Regions from separate parts of the Sus scrofa genome. Here region 1 is linked to region 2. The links are chromatin contacts, called in public Hi-C maps. All regions are on one chromosome and are shown on one strand. The core of a region is the stretch at or near the end of the contact, and the rest is flanking DNA. Distances in the headings are between cores, read along the strand shown. Region 1 overlaps NSMCE2 (E3 SUMO-protein ligase NSE2). Region 2 has its middle 130 kb from the start of TRIB1.

Evidence for each region. A called contact is a pair of places that touch in the nucleus more often than the background predicts.
Region 1: a contact with region 2 is called in a Hi-C map of liver, with 5 times the contacts expected there. The contact joins two enhancer-like sites. A contact is called at or near these places in 4 of 47 Hi-C or Micro-C datasets (liver and skeletal muscle) and 1 of 2 datasets of contacts at active chromatin or transcription factors (alveolar macrophages).

What each region holds. Positions count from the first base shown.
Region 1 is chr4:14,386,074-14,389,676 of Sscrofa11.1, forward strand. All of the region lies in intron 4 of NSMCE2 (E3 SUMO-protein ligase NSE2), which reads right to left. Among named protein-coding and RNA genes, the nearest start is that of TRIB1, 90 kb to the left of the region's middle. Within about 2 kb of position 2,103, at least 5 of the 83 cell types and tissues checked have an H3K27ac peak or open chromatin away from gene starts, as enhancers often do. A contact at or near this core is called in liver, where this site is marked.
Region 2 is chr4:14,161,976-14,165,471 of Sscrofa11.1, forward strand. No RefSeq gene overlaps it. Among named protein-coding and RNA genes, the nearest start is that of TRIB1, 130 kb to the right of the region's middle. Within about 2 kb of position 2,181, at least 7 of the 83 cell types and tissues checked have an H3K27ac peak or open chromatin away from gene starts, as enhancers often do. A contact at or near this core is called in liver, where this site is marked.

The sequences.
Region 1 (3,603 bases), core at 853-3,352, 220 kb after region 2:
CTTCAGCGTTGAGGTTGCCTGATTCAGTCCTTATCAAAAAACCCTTTCCATAAACATTCAATTTCACCATCCATACTATATGTATTATTCCTGTAATAAATTTCATCTCAAATCCTATTTCAGACAGCATGCAATATATTTTGAAAGGATAGACAGCCTGCAGGCAGATTCAAAGGTAGAGTTTACAACACTCAGGATTTTATAATGCAGGCCTTTATCTTTTTTTTGGTCTTTTTGCCATTTCTAGGGCCATTCCTGCGGCATATGGAGGTTCCCAGGCTAGGGGTCGAGTTGGAGCTGTAGCCACTGGCCTACGCCAGAGACACAGCAATGCAGGATCTGAGCTGCGTCTGCAACCTACACCACAGGTCATGGCAACGCCGGATCCTTAACCCACTGAGCAAGGCCAGGGGTCGAACCTGCAACCTCATGGTTCCTAGTTGGATTTGTTAACCCCTGCACCACAACAGGAACTCCATTCAGGCTTTCATCTTGTACTCTGTTAACTACGTAATTGCTTGCTTGATTTTTCTTTTCTTCTCTGTATTGCTTCTGAGGGTCTGATGAAGTGTCTGTTACCATTACGAATGAAATTCAGAAAAGGACCATGGGTTTTGTTCACTCCGCTTGGGAATCTTGATGCAAAAGAGGTTTGTATACTGCCATTAGAACAAATAAGACGTGCCATTCCTGAGTGCAAAGGGAACATGGCTTTTCAAAAGAAAAGTGAGAAGAAAATTCAAGCAGAAGGGATTTGGGGGCATTTGGCAGGAAGCAACTTTCGTATTCTGCTGATCTCCTTGTACGAGAAATATTTTCAAGAGCTCTTATGGAAAAGGCAGTTTCCACTCTTCTCCCCAGCCAACATCTAGGGGAGAAAAACACAGTGCCTTCAAGCCAGCTGTTTGCCAATTAGAAGAAACAGTACTTTGGTGGATAGTGAACAAGAATGACTGAAAGTTCTGGGTCCTGCCCCTTGGGAGGTCAGGCCACTTCAGCTATTGTTCTTGACCTTGTTCTTTTTCCAACATGAAAAATAAAGGAACGAGACTAGGAAGGAGGGGAGATGCTACAGTCTCAAAAACCATTCCAGTTTCAAATCCTTTATCCTTGCAATCACAGCCAAAGTTCACTACTATCTTAAAAAGCAACAAATATGTTCAGGAATATTTAGGTAGTCAGCTCGAATGACTTTTGGTACTGATCTCAAGGCAAACTTGTTGCCTTCATGAGTCAACCTATTTGCAAACTAAACTTGCACAACATCTGAATTTACATTACAGAAATTGAAGTGGCCATTAGTAACTCAGCAAATAAAATTGGATTTCAAGTGATGAAAACATGTTTCACTATGACCAATATTAAGTATAAATTGAGCAAGAGCGATGGTTACCCAAACATAGCAGGTAGAGGCAATGTGGTTATTACCAACATTTTGAAAACTGTATTCAGGAAAGCTTTTAATCACAGCATTACTTTACAAGAGTCAATGGACTACAAAGAATTATGCTCAGATCTGTCATGTACTTAGAGGGGGAGGAGGGCTGTAAGTCGGCACCAATAACAGAAATTGAATCAGTGGCTGAAATACATTTTCCCAGACTTCTTACTGTGCCCCAGACAATGAGGTGCTTTGAAAGCAAAATATTTGTCCTTTTTTTTTTCATACTTCAAGATTACAAAATCCTCATATACACTAACTCCATTTTCCCAAACTCATACTCTCATGAACATTAGCCCATCTGTCATTGCAAAGGGCCAGCAGGTCAGATCTGGGGACATTACTGAACACAGGTGGCCAAACCATTGTGTAAATCTGGGGAGGGGTTTCTCACACCTTCCAGATGTCTTGCTGCTGTGAATGTCTGTGTTGCCAACGGGACCATCAGTTTCAAAATATGGAAAACCACACATTGGAGCCAATATTTTTCTTGGAACTATTATTGGAAGAGGCATCAGTCTGGACGCCCCATCTATCCCCAAGTAGACTGAAATGCGGCTTGCAAAGAATTTTCAAACCAGGAACTCACATTCTCCAAAAGAGCAAGTGAGATGCAGCTAATATTTACTCTTCCATGTTCCAGACAGCAAAATGCCACACACGGCAAATGAACCATGAACCTGACCGTGTGAACGTCCCTGTGGTCAACGTCTCCCATCTCTGCTCTGCAGCTGCTTCACTCAGCAAGACCACCAGCATCCTCGTCACTTCTCTGACCCAGTCTCATCCTTGTCAACCTTTCACAGCTTCCAACTCTGCACATAACCGGTCCCCCCTCCCACCCCACCCGACTTCTGACTGAGGGAGGAACAAGGGGTTCAGGGTCGGATCAGGGTGGATCCTGCCTCCTGAGCTGTCTGATATCAGGAAAGGCACCACCTCTCAGAGTTTCCTCCGCTGTAAAATGGGACAATACTCAGCTGGCAGGACTGTTGTAAGGAATGAGAATGTAACTGAATACCTCATTTAATTTGAGTAAATTCATTATTTAATGTACTCAGCACATAATAAAGCACTCATCAGGTCCTTTTTTTCTCCCCCTTGGATTCCAGGAGACCGGCTGAGTTTGCTTTTGTCTTCTGCTCCATCTTTTTTTTTTTTTTTTTTTTGGTCTTTTTGCCATTTCTTGGGCTGCTGCCTTGGCATATGGAGGTTCCCAGGCTAGGAGTTGAATCGGAGCTGTAGCTGCCAGCCTACACCAGAGCCACAGCAACGTGGGATCCAAGCCGCGTCTGCAACTTACACCACAGTTCACGGCAACACCAGATCCTTAACCCACAGAGCAAGGCCAGGGATCGAACCTGCAACCTCATGGCTCCTAGTCGAATTCGTTAACCACTGAGCCACGACGGGAACTCCCAGCTCCATCTTTATATCGTCTCTAAACCCCCTTCAGTGATCCCTTCTTGTTGGCACCAGGGTCCTGCCAGGGCTTAACTTTCCCTGTTCTTCCACCTCTGTCACAAGGTGCTGTGTGATACTATATGGCCTCTCCGAGTTTGTCATATTCCCAGTCCTGACTCTTCACTTCCTTGCTGCAGCGTTTTAGGACAGCGCCATAGGTACACAGGGCCATAAATGACATTTTCTGAGGATCTAGCTCAGCCAATGCCACTATGTTATCTGTTTAGAGGATACAGCAACCAACATATCCACTGTGAACTTTCCCCTTTAGCTGAGCAATGTCTAGTTCTCAATCTCCAACAGCCTAAATCATCAGTAACTCTTCTTTTATATGACACATGCTTATCTTCTGGGAGGCCTTCCTCTCCTCTATCTCATTGGATCACATCCCACATCAATGATCTGCCAAATATGTAACCTCTAGTTCCACGTGTCCGTTCCTGACCATAAATTCAGACTCCTGCAAGAGCGGGTGCTGGCGCTCCCCCGACTCAGCCTGTGTAACATCTCCCCCATGGCTCCTTTCTTGGTTTATAGACAAAAATGGACAATTTTCATTACGTCCTGGCAGGCTAGCTACAACTTGCCTCCCACTATTCTCCGGGAGGTCTCATGGGAGGAGGCAGCACGAACCTGAATCCTGCCTCCCTCAGCTCCTCTGTGTTTTTGAGCGAGTTACCCAATCTTCCTGAGTTTGT
Region 2 (3,496 bases), core at 931-3,430:
CGCCCCCAATGTCCCCAAGTTGGGGCACTGCCTTCAGGAAAGGCTGGCAGGAGCTGATTTTCTCCACCTGAGGATGGTTCCCTAGAGTAAACAAACACGGCTGGGCCTCGGGGCTTAGAGAGGGCACTGCAGGCAGAGGGAGCGGCTGAGCAATGTGCTGGGAAGAAAGAAATCAGTGTGCTGGTGGGGGGGCATGGGGCCGAGTCCCACGTGGCTGGGGAGGTGGGGGAGGGAGAGAAATGAGGCTGAATGCAGAAGAAGGCGTCGATCATCAAAGGCCTCTTAGGCCAGGACTGTAACGACAGGCAGAGTGTAGGGACCAACCACGAGCCAGGCCAGGGTGAGGGGCTTTCTTAGCGGTGACTTGGGAAACCCCTCGTGACAGTCCTAGAAAGTGGTATTATTTATCATCCTCTTTCTCGCCTGAAGACATTTCCCCCTGGCAGTAAGAGGGGAAGCAGGCTCAGAGGGACCCTGGTTCTTATTGCAAAGATAAGAGGCTTGACTGAGGATGAGAGCAGGGATGTCAGGCAGAGGGAAAGGAAGCTGCAGGCTCCTTGGGCTAAAGTGATGGGGTGGCCAGTGGGGAGCAGGGTGAGGGCCCAGGCCACAGAGTGGCCTGTGGGAGGAAGGTGGTGCAGCTGGTGAGTGGGGGGCTGCAGGGAGTAGCAGGGCCTCCCGGGAGAGCCCTGGACTCCTCCACAAGCACAGGGGTCGGCACAGAGCACAGTCACACAAGGGCAGAGCTGGAAGCCACCTTGCAGAAATCTGGGGAGTAGGACCCTCCTGACTCATTCGCCCAGCTGTCCCCTCTGGCTCTAAGCCACCTGACTCCAGTTCAAGTCAACAGCGGCTCTTGCTTAGACGGCTCTAGAGAGTCCAAAAGCCTACCACAGCCCAGAAGGTTCTGTGTGGCCTTCTCCTGGGCACGCCCACCCCTCCTTCTCACCTTCCCACCCTGTGCCGCTCCCTCCCTTACCCTCACCCCCACCCCGGACTTCTTCCACTCTGGCTTCGCCACCCAGGACCGCCGGAGTCTTGCAAGGGCTGGCCTCTTTCTGTTCCCGGGGGGTTCATGCTTGGGGTGCTTCTTGCCATTTCTCCCAAACTCCCGATTCCACCTCCAGGCTGATGCCCCTCATCCTTCAAGATTCTGCCCACCGAGCCTCCTCCTGCCTCCTGGCTGTTCAGCACTCCCGTGACCCTGGGTCCTTTTCCAGCTAATGCATTTCTCACTTGTCATACTTGTTCCTTATCTGGCTCCCGCACAACTTTGTGAACCGGACTTGCTCTGCTCCCCAAGGCTGGAACAGTACCTGGCACAGAGCAGGGCTCTGAAAAGTATTTTTTGGGTGAATGAACGAGTAAACAAGAAAGAGAAGGAGCAATGGAAGCTGTGTGTGTATCCCAAGCTGCACTCTGGCTCCTGGCCTTCCCCTTCCCTGGACCAGCCTCCCCTCTTCTTACCCGCAAGTCTCCACCTCATCCTACGTGCTCTGAGAGGTCTCCCTGGGCATCTGTGACACAGGGGACACTCCTCATCACAGCACCATAGGACGCGTCATCTGAAAGGATGCAGCTTCAGTAAGTCCCCTGCACGTGAGGACGGCACCTGGCTCTGTGTGTAAATCTCACCTCCCCCGCCAAGGCAGCTCCCCCAGGCCTGCCACTGGGCCACACAGAGGGCCTTGCTAAGGGACGTGAGGGATGCACACGCTCAGCCACCAGAAGGGTTGACTCACTGTCAAGGGAGGTGAACATGAATAAGCATCAGATCCATGCAGCTGCTCCTTCCTCGCACGGACGGAACTCTCTCTACCCACTGGGATGTGAGTTAGGTGGTACAGGAGAGGGAAACGGTGCTTCAGCCCCGATCCCTGAGTGCTGGGGTGTATGGTCTAGTTACAACATAAGACCTAATCATAAGTCATCACCATATAAGACAAACGCCACCTCCAGACTTCCACGTCTTTATCATGCACCATCCCAGAGTCTGGCCCACGCCCATGAGGCACCTGGGCACCTGGTTCCCTCTCTCACTGGGCGGTGTTCACGTGCTCGGCACCATCTCCTCTGCATCTCCTGTTTCCATCTTACCATTTTACCTTCCCCAGTGTGTGTGTGTATGCGTGTGTGTGTTTGTTACAGTGAGCTCATCCCAGGCAAAGTGCATGTTGCTAAACCATTCCCTGGCTGTCTACAGACTATGCCTGGGAATTGTTTTTTATGAATGTTTGAACCCAACAACCTGCCTCTAGCAAACGCATCCAATTGGGCAACATGGCCAGGAAGAGGGTCAATGCTAGACCTTGAGTCCAAAGGTTTCCATGAGTACTTGGCGTCCCTAAGCACACTTTCGAGATCCTGTAATGGGAAAGGCAAAGGTACCTTAGATATATACAGAGAGAGACCCTGACACATAGGAAAACGGAGGAGTTGTGTAAGGTGACTCTCTTGGCACTCCTCGAGCACTGAGATACGGGAGTTGCCAAAGTTTCTCAAATTCTACCACCCCCACCTGGCGCTGCCTGGATGATGAAATATTCTGAAGAGTTTGAATTGCTTCCTCTGATGAGCGAAGCTAAAACCCAGCACCCCAGCCTGCCTCCTGGGTGATCACGAAGGACCATGGGACAGACTGGCAATGTCCCCACCAACACCCCACAGAGCAGAGCACAGCTCCCCTCTCTCAGTGCCGCCAGCATTAGAGTGAGTTACTTCACCTACTTGCTGGCAAAGAAAATGCCAGGTGGAAGCAAAATGTTGAAACCAAGATGGATGGCTCCCCGCCCCGAGGCGCGATGAAACACTTGGAAGAGGGCTTCCTGGGCGCTTGGCACATGCGTGAGAGAGCAGGGGAGGGGGTGCTGGGCTGGGGACACCCAGGTCTCAACTTGAACTCGAGCTTGTAACTGGCAGCAGAGAGGCCAAGGATGGGGCAGGGAAGAGGTTTCAGGGGATTAGGGCAGCTGCAATATTACTGATACGAAAGATGCATGAATTCCAGCAGCTTAAAAAAAATCCTTCCCAATGAATGAAATGGTGTGTGTGAATATATGTGCAAGTATATAGGTATCTGGGCGTGCAAAAATGGGGGTGTGGGGGTGTGTGCACACACAACTGTGGGTGTATTTGTCTGTGCATGTGTGTGTGTGTGTTTGTATGTGAGCATGAGTGCATGTGTGAGTTTGGGTACATTGCCTGGTGTGTGAGTGTGTATGTTGGTGTGTGTGTGTGCAGGTATGTGCATGTGAATGCAGATGTGTCTGTGTGTGTGTATATATGTGTGTGCATATCTGTGTATCTGTGTCTGTGTCTGTGTCTGTGTCTGTGTCTGTGTCTGTGCAGCATTTCGGAATGAAAACAACCATGGAATAAGCTTCAGAAAAGATGGGCTCTTATCTTGATCTGCCACATAGGAGCTGGGTGACTTTGAGAAAACCGTATCACCACTCTGTTTTCTCACCTGTTCTAGTTCCAAGAGCAATACCTAGTA